Regions from separate parts of the Sus scrofa genome. Here region 1 is linked to region 2. A link is a contact called in public targeted proximity ligation data. All regions are on one chromosome and are shown on one strand. The core of a region is the stretch at or near the end of the contact, and the rest is flanking DNA. Distances in the headings are between cores, read along the strand shown. Region 1 overlaps CLEC16A (protein CLEC16A). Region 2 has its middle 11 kb from the start of RMI2.

Evidence for each region.
Region 1: a contact with region 2 is called in a targeted proximity ligation map of alveolar macrophages. A contact is called at or near these places in 2 of 47 Hi-C or Micro-C datasets (embryonic fibroblasts and fibroblasts) and 1 of 2 datasets of targeted methods (alveolar macrophages).

Annotation. Positions count from the first base shown.
Region 1 is chr3:31,986,204-31,992,595 of Sscrofa11.1, forward strand. CLEC16A (protein CLEC16A) reads right to left here. Exons shown (of 25, transcript XM_021086617.1): 22 at 3,923-4,127; 23 at 2,178-2,342. Among named protein-coding and RNA genes, the nearest start is that of SOCS1, 110 kb to the left of the region's middle.
Region 2 is chr3:31,800,660-31,806,836 of Sscrofa11.1, forward strand. No RefSeq gene overlaps it. Among named protein-coding and RNA genes, the nearest start is that of RMI2, 11 kb to the right of the region's middle.

The DNA.
Region 1 (6,392 bases), core at 253-2,752, 180 kb after region 2:
ACCTTATGCGTCAATTTGTTTCAATTAAAAAAATTATATGGGGGTGGGGGGATGTGCTTGGGTCGTGGGATGGAAATCCTGTGACACTGGATTGTGACGATCACTGTACAACTACGGATGTGAAACATTCACTGACTGATAAAAAAATAAATAAAACAATAAAGCAGCGCTTACAGAAATGTTATAACAAAATCACAACTGTGCGTTAAAAAGAAAAGAAAAGAAAGAAAAGGAAAGAGAGGAAGAAAGACATGGTCTCTTACCAGACCAGTTCGTACTCAGTTAATTGAGACAAACGGTCGTCCTTTCACTTACTATTTAACCGTTTGCTATTTAACCATCTCTACGGACCATGAAGCAACCTGGAGCATGTTTAACAAAGAACCCTCTCCAGGCTCCCTGGCGGCGGCAGAATCGTCTCCCCTCTCACAGCTGGAAGCCGAGGGGGGGGGGGGGCTCGGTCAGTCTGGTAGCCTGAGACTGGACTTAACAGAAGAGCCGTGGGCTGTGGCGGTGGACGCTTTCCCAGGGTGCGGGGGCCGGGACTGCAGACACGGGCGGGGAAGGCCTCCCCTTCGACATGGCAGGTCCCCCGCTGGGAATTTCCTCCAGAGTCACGTGAGATGTGCACACTTACGAAGACGTTCTCAGTGACAATGGACGGAGCAAAGCACTGGGCAGGACTCAAATGTCCATCACTATGAAACGCTACACAGAGATGTTTTTGGTCCGTCCATGCACCAAAACACCATACAGCAATAAACAAGCATTCTCAACTTACATGCGTGTACAGATAACACCGCCTTGTCAATAAGTGAAAACAGTAAGACGTGGAGTGACATACAACCCACCCTGGGTGCAAGAGAGACGAGCCAAACGTTTCTGGAAGGACACGCAAAACTGTTAACAATGGTCACTTCTGGGACCAAGCAGTCTTATGTTTCATGGTATCAGGTCCTGTTTGGATTTTTCTTTTTTTTTTTTTTTTCCTTTTTAGGGCCCCACCCTTGACAAAGGGAGGTTCCCAGGCTAGGGGTCGAATTGGAGCTGTACCCGCTGGCCTATGCCACAGCCACAGCAATGCCAGATCTGAGCTGTGTCTGCGACCTATGCCACAGCTCACAGCAATGTCAGATCCTGAACCCACTTAGCAAAGTCAGGGATCGAACCTGTGTCCTCATGGATAATGGTCAGATTCATCTCCGCTGGGCCACAACAGGAACTCCCACTCCTGGGATTTTTAAAAATCATATGCTTATGGTATATACTATAGTTCAAAAATGAATTCACCAAATCTAAGGATGAGAATGAATCACAGGGTGGAGGGGAAAGAGGGACCCTGATTTGAGTCAGGTTCTTTTGACTGCATTTTGTTCTTAGACGGGTAACTGCTTTTGAAAACATTTCGCAACATTTGCAGTGGAAGTTTGAAGCCCTGACCATGGAGGGCTGAAACTGCAAGGGACAGCTTGGCTCATTTTCTGAAGTTTTGTAACTGAAGAGCAAGGTTCTCTTTCGAGGGATCAGGGTGCATGTGGATGTGCCTAAAGCAGACGTGTCAGAACAGGAAGGGGGAGCCCGCCCGCGTGCCCTTCTGCAAAAGCGGGACTTGGAGTCCTGCCAGGTGTCCTTGAACTTTCTATCTGTGCTGCTCTGTGGAGAGGGGGGGAGGAAAGTCAGAGATGCCTCTCGGTGAGGGTGGGAGGAGACGCTCCCAGAAAGAAGAGAGGGGCAGCTGCCCAGTGGGCAGCAGGACCGTCTTCGGAAGTCTCCCTTCTTTGAACCACACACACACACACACACGAGCTCTTCCCAGTCATGCTCTACGGAGAAGCAACAACTCCCACCACCATTATGAATCATCTAAGTATTGCCAAGAAATTTCCAAGAAACTTTTTCGTCTTCATTCTGAGGAGTTTTTCCACATCCTCAACAAATCCCTGGAAAACAAACCCAGGCGGCAGAACACCAAAGAGAAAGCCAAGATTTCCTTCTGGGGCTTGTGTTTAATCTTGAGCTGAACTTTGATAAGTTCTATGAAATCGCTGCCTCCTACCGACTGGATTCCTGAGAGGGAAAGGGACGCGTACACAGGCTCCAGACAGAGGAAGCCCCAGAAGCCCGCCTCTCCCGCTCCTTGGAGGGGACAGGAGGTGGCGCAGGGTGGGCCTGCTTACCTGGCACCTTGTCCACGGAGGCGAACACGGAGCGCTGTACGGTGGGGTCGCTGCTGCCTCGGCGGCACTGGTCATAGAAGCGGAAAGGCAGGTGCTGGCTGGAGGAGGAGCCGAGACCAAACCCCAGGACCTCGGTGGTCGGCTGGATCGGGAGGTCCAGCAGGGCTGTGTTCAAACAAACCTGCGGTTCATGCTCAGCACGCGGGGTGGGAGTGCAGGTGAAGACACATCCCTTGGGTGATGCCAAGCAGGCAGCCAGTGGCCTTGCACCAGCGGCCTTGAGTTTTCCTTGGGGAAGCCAGCGTGACACCAGGGCTGCGCCTGAGGCTCCAAACACAAACGGCGCCTCGCGAGGGGGTCAGAGCTGAGGGCCAGGCCCATCTTTGCCTTGGATTCTCAGCTGCCACACACAAGAGGCCTTTGCCAAGCGTCTTGGGTAGTTTCAGACGCCAAAGCAAAGGAGGCCAACTCTGCCATCAAAGTTCACTTATCTCCACGTATGGGGAAGAAAGTGTGAGAGAGAACGTCCACACACGTGTGCATTTATGAGTGTGTATCTGTCACAGCTGCTGTCTTCCTGTCCACACACAAATCACGTGGTGCAGCAATTTGGAGGGGCTTTTTAAAATCAATTTAAGAAATACCCAAGGCGTTAGTTCTAACAGCCACTTTACGGCATAATTCTCAATTTTCAAATGAAATATTTAGCCTTCATGTCAGCTGTGAGAAATGGCTTTACATTAAAAAAAAAAAAAAAAAAAACCTCTCTGAAAATAAATCTTAAAAGAAAGGACTGAATGATTTAAGTCACTTTGCACATTACAAAATGCTTCTGTAATGATTTTGGAGGCCAAGCAAGAAATAAGATGCAGACTCTATGGGATGCAGGCTGCGCAAATCGCCAGGGCCTGGGCTGGAAAGAACCGAACGTCCAGAACCCTGCCCTCCGAGGGTCTATTTTTAGTTGACCCGCGAAGAAAGCTCCCCTCCTCCCCAGTGGGCTGGAAGGCCTCCCAGTGACCACACCAGGATGGCCACCAGTGCTCGAACCGAAAGGCACTGGCTTCTCAAGGAAGGCTGGCGTGACTGTGGGAGCTGACGGCACGGCTCTCCCGAGGAGGGCGCTGTGGCCTCTGCCCTGAGTAAGGGAGTGTCCTCGTCTCTGCGCCTTCACTGCCAAGGAAGCGGGGGCCTCCCTCACGCGGGGTGGTGTGGGGCTCCTCCCAGATTCACCACGATCCTCGGGAAAGGTAAAACGTCAGCAGGACTGCCCCTCATGAGAGCCGGGGACGGAGAGGAGGAAGGGCTGGGCTTTAGAGAGAGGACTTGGGCCAGCTGGCTGCCTGTGTGGCTCTGGGCGAGCCCCTGAGCCTCAGTTTGCTCTTCTATAAAATGGGCAGAACAGGCCCTACTCATCTCGAGGGCTGTTTTGAAGGCTGAGAGGTGGCGGAGGAATGCCAAGCACTCTGTAAAGGTAAGCTAGAGAATTTCCGCGTGCACACTGGCAGCTCTGTCCCAGCCCGAGAGCTGCCTGCTCACGGCCTCTGCCTGCCAGGGAGGCCCTCCTCTTCCAAGCAGCTCTCGAGACGCTCCAGAAATCAAACACCTAGGAATCACCATTCTCTCCCCCAAAGACAACTGATTCCTGAACCACATGTGTCCTTTTCTAGAGGGCTCTCGAGGCCACCGCGAGAACCATGCTGCCAGCCTGTGGCAGAGGGCACTCCGCCGGGGCCACCACTCACCAGCTATCCTCTGCATCTTCATGCGCCTCGCCTGGATGCGGCCCTTGGCCAGGCGCTGCTTGGCGATGATGCAGCGGATGTGGTCCGAGAAGATGAAGGTGGCCTGGAGGATGGGGAAGGGCTTGGAGTGGGGGCTGGACGCGGGCTTGTGGATGGTGATGTTCAGGGCGCGGCTGTCGTCCTCCACGCCGGTCACCTGCATGTCCTGCCGGGGGAGGAGGCCGAAGAAAGGGTGCTGTTAGGCTGCTGGCGGGGGGGGGGGGGGGCGGGTAGGGAGCTGTGGGTCCACATCCCATCCAGAAAGAGGTCCCCGAGACTGAAGTTTGCTCTTGCTCTGAAGGGGACGATCAGCCCCCCAAGGACGGGCACAAACCAGGTCGGGGCCGGCGGGAAAAGATGGAGTTGGGGGCGCAGAGAGCTCCAGAGGCTGAGGTTGGCTGCGGGGGCTGGTCCCGTTCCCCCGAGGCTTGAACCAGCTGGTGAACACGAGGGACACTAGCCCCTTCCAAGGGCCCCCGGGGAACCCAACAGTCAAACTCCAACAATCCTTGCTTCTGAGAAACTGGATATGACAAACCCAGGTTCCTAGTTCTTCCGGCATGACCTTCCATCTGGTCCCGCCTTGCTTCTCCTAAGAAGGGGGCCTCGCCGGCTCCCAACTCTATGTTTCTGAAGAATCCTGGTCCCAAAGCGAAAAAGCTAACTCCGAGAAAGGGACTGGGGAGGGTCACGCGGCAGATGTTTAAAGAAAGTTACACTTGAAAGGGAGAGGAGAGCTCATGATAGCAAGTATCATAAGGACAAATCAATGTAAAACTTCAGAATGCAGTCTGTGTAAAGAATTTGCTTCCTGGAGTTCCCATTGTGGCACAGCAGAAACAAATTCCACTAGGAACCATGAGGTTGCAGGTTCGATCCCTGGCCTCGCTCAGTGGGTTAAGGCTCTGGCATTGCCGTGAGTTGTGGTTTAAGTTACAGATGTGCCTTGGATCCTGTGTTGCGGTGGCTGTGGTGTAGGCCGGCAACTGTAGCTCTGATTTGACCCCTAGCCTGGGAACCTCCATATGTCACGGGTGTACCCTCCCCCAAAAAAGGATTTGCTTCCCACTAAGGTTTGAGATAAAAGCACCAGACAGGAGACAAGACATGAAAGTCAGAAACCCTAGAGGAGGAAGGGAGCGCTAAAGGCTCATAAAGTAAGACAGTTACTGTTCAAAGGCATTCTGCCTGGCACAGGCTCTTTGGAAATAACCCTGCCACTGAAATGTTGCAGTGGGGATTAGATGAGATATCACACTTTGATTTTTTTTTAATTTAACACATTTAATTTAACAGTCATTTTGGCTGCGCCTGAAGCATGGGGAAGTTCCTGGGCCAGGGATTGAACCCGAGCCTCAGCAGTGACAACACCAGGTCCTTAACCCACTGAGCCACCAGGGAACTCCCCCCCTTTTAAAGGTATTACACTTTTAAAATGCAGAGGTTGGCACACAGTAATGGGCTGACGAATAGTAGCTACTGGAAGACGACCAAAAGAAAAGGTTTATGTGGCTTTCATTGTCTGATGGACGATATGTGTTAATCCTCTGAGGGAGAAAAACACTTTCCTGATGCTAAATTCTAAAGAAAATTGATCATAAGCCTAGATAAATAAGAAGCACTAAGTCACCTAATGGACACTCTCTTAGGTGGAAGTCTTTTTTTTTAAATGAGATTCCTCAGATAGTAGCTCTCACACCACCTTCTATAAAAGACATTTTTTAAATGGAAAGATCTTAAAAAAGAGGCGGCTGGGAAACAGCTGCAATAGCATCTTCAGACATGTGTGTGGTCCTCTTAGGGAGTGGGTCATCCTGGAGGGGTGGATGGCTCAGCAACCAGGACCGCCCAGCAAGGAAGTGGACTCGGCACAGGGCAGGTTAAACCTGGAGAAGCCTGCTGGACGTTCGGGGCCTGAGGGTCTTAGTGGAGGGTGTGAGCTGGAAGGCTGTTTTGCAGTTGGTCTGATTCCATGTTTCATTCGATCAATGAGCTGGCACTTAGTCACCCATCATTCTGACAAACATTAAGAAAATCTGGGAGTTCCCATTGTGGCACAGCAGAACTGAGTCCGACTGGGAACTATGAGGTTATGGGTTCAATCCCTAGCCTCGCTCAGTGGGTTAAGGATCCAGCGTCGCCGTGAGCTGTGGTGTAGGTCGCAGACACGGCTCAGATCTAATGTTGCTGTGACTGGGGCGTAGGCCCCTAGCCTGGGAACCTCCATATGCCACGGGTATGGCCCTAAAAAAAAGAAAAAGAAAAAAAAAAGAAAATCCGGGAGTTTCCATTGTGGCTCAGTGTGTTATGAGGACAACAGGTTCGATCCCTGGCCCGCTCAGTGGGTTAATGATCCGGTGTGGTCGTGAGCTCTGGTGCAGGTCACAGGCACAGCTTGGATCCCGCGTTGCTGTGGCTGTGGTGTAGGCTG
Region 2 (6,177 bases), core at 2,587-5,086:
AGGCTGCCCAGTAACATTTGAATCTCAAAGAGATGATTTTTTTTTTTTTTTGAATAACTGAATCCCAAACGCTGCGCAGGACATACTTATACTAAAAGAAGTTTCGGAGTCCCCTGGTGGTTCAGAGGGTTCAGATGTGGTGTGGTCACTGCTGTGACACAGGTTCGATCCCTGGTCTGGGAACTTCCAGGTGCCTCCTTCGGCTCCACTGACTGTCAAGAGCCACGTGTGGCCAGTAGCCGTGGCATTGCTCAGTGTGGGTCCAGAGCGATCCGGCTTGCCCTGGCCCTGCCAGTTGCTCGAGCTTGCCTTGTTTCCGATGACCATGGCCATTCTGAAGAAGAGTGGTCAGGTGTTGTGTGGACTGTCCCTCCACTGGGATCTGGGAGTCGACTGGAGGACATGGGTTTGGAGGAGGGAGATCACCGAGTTGAGTGCCATGCTCGTCACATCAGACCAAGGGCCCGCGTGCTGAGTCTCAGCATGACGTAGCGCGGTGGACGCTGGCCTTGACCATCTGGCTGAGGTGTGGGTGTCAGGTTTCTCCACTGTGGTCACTCTTTTTCTGCGCCCCCCTCCCCGCAGCCTTCCACGGAATGGCGTCACCACGCATCCCCCACGCTGAAGGTGCAGACAGCATCCTGTCTTTTATCTACTAAATCTGGCAACCCTTTCAGGGGCGCCCACCACAGGTCAAGTGCTCCATCGCCACCTGAGGCTGGTGGCCACCGCCGTGGACAGTGGGGCTCTAGCCTAGAGCATCGGGTCAGAGCACTCGGGCGGCCCAAACGCGTCATTCACACGCCGCCCGCAGCACAGTTCACTTATTTTCCGTTAGGTGGGCTTTTGTGTGTGTGTCTTTTTAGGGCCGCACCCACGGCACATGGAGGTTCCCGGGCTAGGGGTCGAATCGGAGCCACAGCTGCCAACTGGCCTACACCACAGCCACAGCAACGCAGGATCCGAGCCGTGACTGCAACCTACACCACAGCTCACGGCAACACTGGATCCTTAACCCACTGAGCGAGGCCAGGGATTGAACCCGTGTCCTCAGGGACACTAGTCAGATTCCTTTCCGCTGAGCCACGACAGACAGAAGCTCCTGGGCTCACTTCTTAAAAAAGGAAATTGAGGAGTTCCTGTTATGGCTCAGCAGGTTGAGAACTCAACTAGTATCCAGGAGGGTGCAACCCCTGGCCTCAATCAGTGGGTTAAGGATCCGACATTGCGGTGAGCTGTGGTGTAGGTCGCAGACGCAGCTCGGATCTGGTGTTGCTGGGGCTGTGGTGTAGGCCGGCAGCTACAGCTCCGAGTCGACCCCTAGCCTGAGAACCTCCATATGCTGTGGACGTGGCCCTAAAAATAATAATAATAATAGTAATAATAAAATTTAAAAAATTTTAAAAGGAAAGCGATATCACTACCTTACGAGGTTCCTGCAGGAGTGCCTGCAGGTGGTCTAGCTCCATTCCTCCCTCTTGGCTTTTGTCATCTAATTTCTCCTCCTCCTTCTCCTCAGGGAAGCTTCAGGATGCGGGACCCCCATGGTCCTGGTCGCCCCTGAGTTCATTTGTCCTTCCTCTGGCCAAGGCCCAATTCCTCTAGCCTCAAGCATCCCCAGCTGGGGAAGCAGAGAGCTGAGCAGTCAACCAGTGCTGGGGCACCTCTGCCCCCCACCAGGCTCGTCTGGGCCGGAAGCTGTAGGTCTGCAGGGGCTACACCTGGTTGGTTCTGAGACTCACCTGAGAGCTCTCACACGCTTATATTCAACTCCACCCATGTGGATTCAAATAAAAGATGTGGGTCGAGAGGAGGTTAAAAGCAGCCCAGTGGGCTAATAATCAGTCACGTTAGACACCCCTGAGGGCCGGCGGGGGGTGGTCCTGGGTGGGCAGTACTCAGGGAAGAGAGGCCCCCAAAGGCAGCGCAGCTGTGGTCTGCAGACTTGAGGGCAGAGTCTGAGTCTGGTGCATCGTTTAAAGCAGGCACCTGTTGGATGAAAAGTTCTAGTTCTGCTTGTTCCTCGGTGGACAGAATTAGATGCTAACAGGCCCTTCTGAGAAGCTCCTTTTCTCTTCCCATTTGCCAAGGCAGAAGGGAAACTTAGCATTTTGTTACTGCCAGATACCAGAGCCTCTTTGCTTCCTCCCTTCCTTTCTTCTTTTTCTCTCTCCTTCCTCCCTTCTTCCTCATCTTTCTGGCCCTTATCATGGCTCTGGTCCCTCGGATCAGGGACAGAGCTAGACAGCATCCTTCTGGGTTGCTCCCCATCATATTTCAGGGATTCACTTGTTTCTTTTGATCCACAGGTTTACAGTTGGAGAGGAACTGCTCTCAGGATGAATGATAGGAGTTCCCCAGTGGCTCAGCAGGCTAAGGATCTGGTGTTGCCCCTGCTGTGGTGCGGCTTCGATCCCTGACCCTGGGAATTTCCACATGCTGCCGGTGTGGCCAAAGAACCAACTGAAACGAGGATGAATTAGGAGTTCCCATTGTGGCTTAGTGGGTTAAGGATATGGTCCAATCCCTAGGCTCACTCAATGGGTGAAGGATGGGGGGTGGCTGCAAGCTGCAACTCAGAGCCGGTATTGCCGTGGGTGTGGTACAGACCTCAGCTGCAGCTCCAATTCAACTCCTGGCCCCGGGGAACTCTCATATGTCACAGATGCAGCCTTAAAAAGAAAGAAAGAAAAAAAAAAAAGACACCCAGAGCCTCCCTACACTAGACACAGATGATTTGGATAATGAGATTTAGCTGAGATGTGGGACTCTGAGTTGTGCTGTAAATGGGTTAAGAGCGGCAGGGACCTTGGACCAAGTGAATGTATTTTGCATTTGGGACAGACGTGCATCTCTGGAGGGCAGAGGGCAGTCTGAGTAGAATGTCCTGCCCCAAAGGTGTCCAGGTCCTCACCCTGGAACCTGTAAATGTGTTACCTTACCCGGCAAAGGGGACTTTGCAGATGTGATTAGATAAAGGGCCTTGCCACGGGAAGACGATCACTGTTGAGTCATGGGACTCCTTAAAAGCAGGGGCAGGTCTTGGGCGGTAAGTAAGAGAGATGAGGCCGGGTGGGTGGTCAGAGAGACGACCAGGTGACTTTTGTTCACCGTGTGTCCCCAGAGGCTGGAACCTAGGAGGCTCTCAGGAAGTGCTTGGTGACAGAACAGTGAGCATTTTTTGAGCACCTGCTAAGACCCGATTCTATAACAGTCACACAGACAAGTTCCTTCGCCTCTCTGACCCCAAATTGTCCCTTCTCTATAGGTGACAGAAATAAGGCTCAAAAAAAAAAAAGGAAGTCTCCATCGTGGCTCAGCAGAAACACGTCTGACTAGCATCCATGAGGACAAGGGTTTGATCCCTGGCCCCGCTCAGTGGGTTAAGGCTCTGGCGTTGCCGTGAGCTGTGGTGTAGGTTGCAGACGTGGCTCAGATCCTGCATTGCTGTGGGCCAGCGGCTACAGCTCTGATTTGACCCCTAGCCTGGGAATCTCCATATGCTGTGGGTGCGGCCTTAAAAAATAAGGTTCAGTGAAGTGAAGGGACTTGCCCAGAGTGACCCAGTGATTAAACAGCCGGGCTGAAATTCAAAAGCAGGACCATCAGAAACTGTCTGGTTGCCAAACCTACATCCCCATCCCCCCCCATTAGGACCTGGCCATAATGGGTGAACACGCCCTGGGCGGACAGCCGTGAAGCGTCTCACAGCCCCGTTTTGTTCTTTTGCTTCCTTCTGCGGCTTTTCATCTTGGCCACTGGCTGGCAGCCCATTTCTGACGGAACAGAGCAGCTCTGCCTGGGACTGACCAGCAGGGGGTGCTAGCGTCCAAGGATAAAGACCCGGCGTTGCCAGAGGGTCCAGTTTTCTCAGAATGAGGGCCCTGGCTGCCTCCCCCGCAAAGAGGGACAGTCGCAGCCGGAGACTGGTCCCTGCCCCTGCCTGCTGGCCAGAGGGTTTGTCTCCCTGGCAACAGTCTTCCCGGAGGAGGGGAAAGCACCTCCCAGGGTCACTGACACGGGGAAAGCTCCTAGCACAGTTCCTGCTCTGGCCCTCGGTTGAATTTGCATCCTTCATCAGGAGATGTTGAATGATTCTCATAGGACTATAATTTCAGATTCTGCCCAAACCACATGAATCTTTTATTTTGACTCAGCCATCTCTCCCCTTTTCCTCCAGTTCTGTCTGTCCTTATCAAGTCTTCCCAAGCTTGAGAACACTCCCAAACAAGCTGGCAAGCACCCTCAGGCCGATTATAAACAACCTGGGATGCTTGATTCAAAAGGCCCTCCTAGGAGTTCCCGTCGTGACACAGTGGTTAATGAATCCGACTAGGAACCATGAAGTTGTGGGTTTGATCCCTGGCCTCGCTCAGTGGGTTAAAGGATCCAGCGTTGCAGTGAGCTGTGGTGTAGGTCGCAGATGTGGCTTGGATCTGGTGTTGCTGTGGCTCTGGTGAAGACCAGTGGCTACAGCTCCGAATCCGACCCCTGGCCTGGGAACTTCCACATGCCGCAGGAGCAGCCCTAGAAAGGACAAAAAAACAAAAGTCCATCCTAGGTTCCCGTCGCGGCTCAGCAGGTACCGACCCCAATTTGTAACCATGAGGACGCAGGTTTGATCCCTGGCCTAGCTCAGCAGATTAGGATCCAGTGTGGCTGTGAGTTGTGGTGTAGGTCACAGTCGTGGCTCGGATCTGGTGTTGCTGTGGCTCTGGTGTAGGCCAGTGGCTAGAGCTCCGAATCCGACCCCTAGCCTGGGAACCTCCATGTGCCCCGGGTGCAGCCCTAAAAGACAAAAAAATAAAACATTCTTAAAAGGAAAAGCAAAACAAAAGGCCCTCCTAGACTTGGCCTGTGAGGGGCTCTTTTCATTTGAAAACACTGGAGTGCAAGGGGAAATTCAAAAATATGGTGCTTCTGCATGTACATTTCCTCTGCCTTCCTACCCAGAACCCAGCTATTCGCAAACATCTACGGATGTGTGTGCTATGCATGGACGAAGGTAAAAAAGTAAGACTCAGTCACATCACCAGAGGCCCCTCCGAGGACAGATACCAGGACCCTTGAGAACAATTTACGTGCCCATCTACAGATCCGCACGGGGAAGGGGCCTCTGATTCGGTTCCCCGGTACTTCACAGGCTGACCTCCAATCCCAAGGTCAGAAAGACAAAGGCAGGACCAGGAATGCAGCCCAGGCGTGCTAGGCTCCTCTCTCCCTCGTTCTCACCAGGCAGGAGCCCCTGAAAGTCACCCTTTCACAGGCTCCAAAGGTCTGCTAAATGTAGGTCACTATGGCCGAAGACGCGTGTTTTCACCTTATCCTGACACACAGGCAGTTGCGCAGTGAGTCTGGACCGTGCCTGGGGTTTAGCGACGCTGGCCCCAGGCCATGTGGTGGCCCAACAGATCTCAGGGCCACGCCGTCAAGGCTGGACCCCTGGGGTTGAAGACAGCTCTCTCTCCTCAGCATCTCTTCCAGATTCTTTTCCTCCTCACCAGTAAATCACATACCGACAGGCCAGGAGACAAAGCATTTGATTATTTCATGCAGTCATTCCTTCTCCTTCCTGCTTCACCTGATGCATAAGAATTTTGCGGTACAACTTCAGTTTTACAAGAATATGCAACAGAAAGAAATAAGGAACTCAGTGATCCACAACCAGCTAAATGAGGGTTTTTTCTCTCTCTCTCTCTTTTTTCTTCTAATGTAAAGCAGTTCCAAGAAAAGTGAAGTCACAGCCCAGGGTGCTTATTTTCAGTTCTTAGAAAAGAGCAAATTTCAAAAGGGAAGCTTTGCAGCCGGAGCACACAGCCTGCCCTGGTCTGGCCAAGGTGCTTGCTGATAAACCAACTTTGATTTGGCATCAGAAAACCAAAACCCCCGCCCCAGATGCGTTTTCATTCGGTGATGTCAGGGAGGAAATGCTCGCCCAAACAGTGAGAGTTCTTCATGTTCAGGGAAACCGCAAGGGCTCCACTAACAGCTAACTTGCCCAGATGGCGCACTTCCAGCTCGGAGCCACCGGGAGCTGTCGGCAGTCTGCGGGATCCACGGGAAAAAAACACCAGACACCCTTGTGTCCCCACCTCCACACTCCTTGGGTAGTTCACTGCCCAGATGACGACACAGGCCCAATCAGCAATTTTCAATCAGGCATTTGTCGCCAGAAGT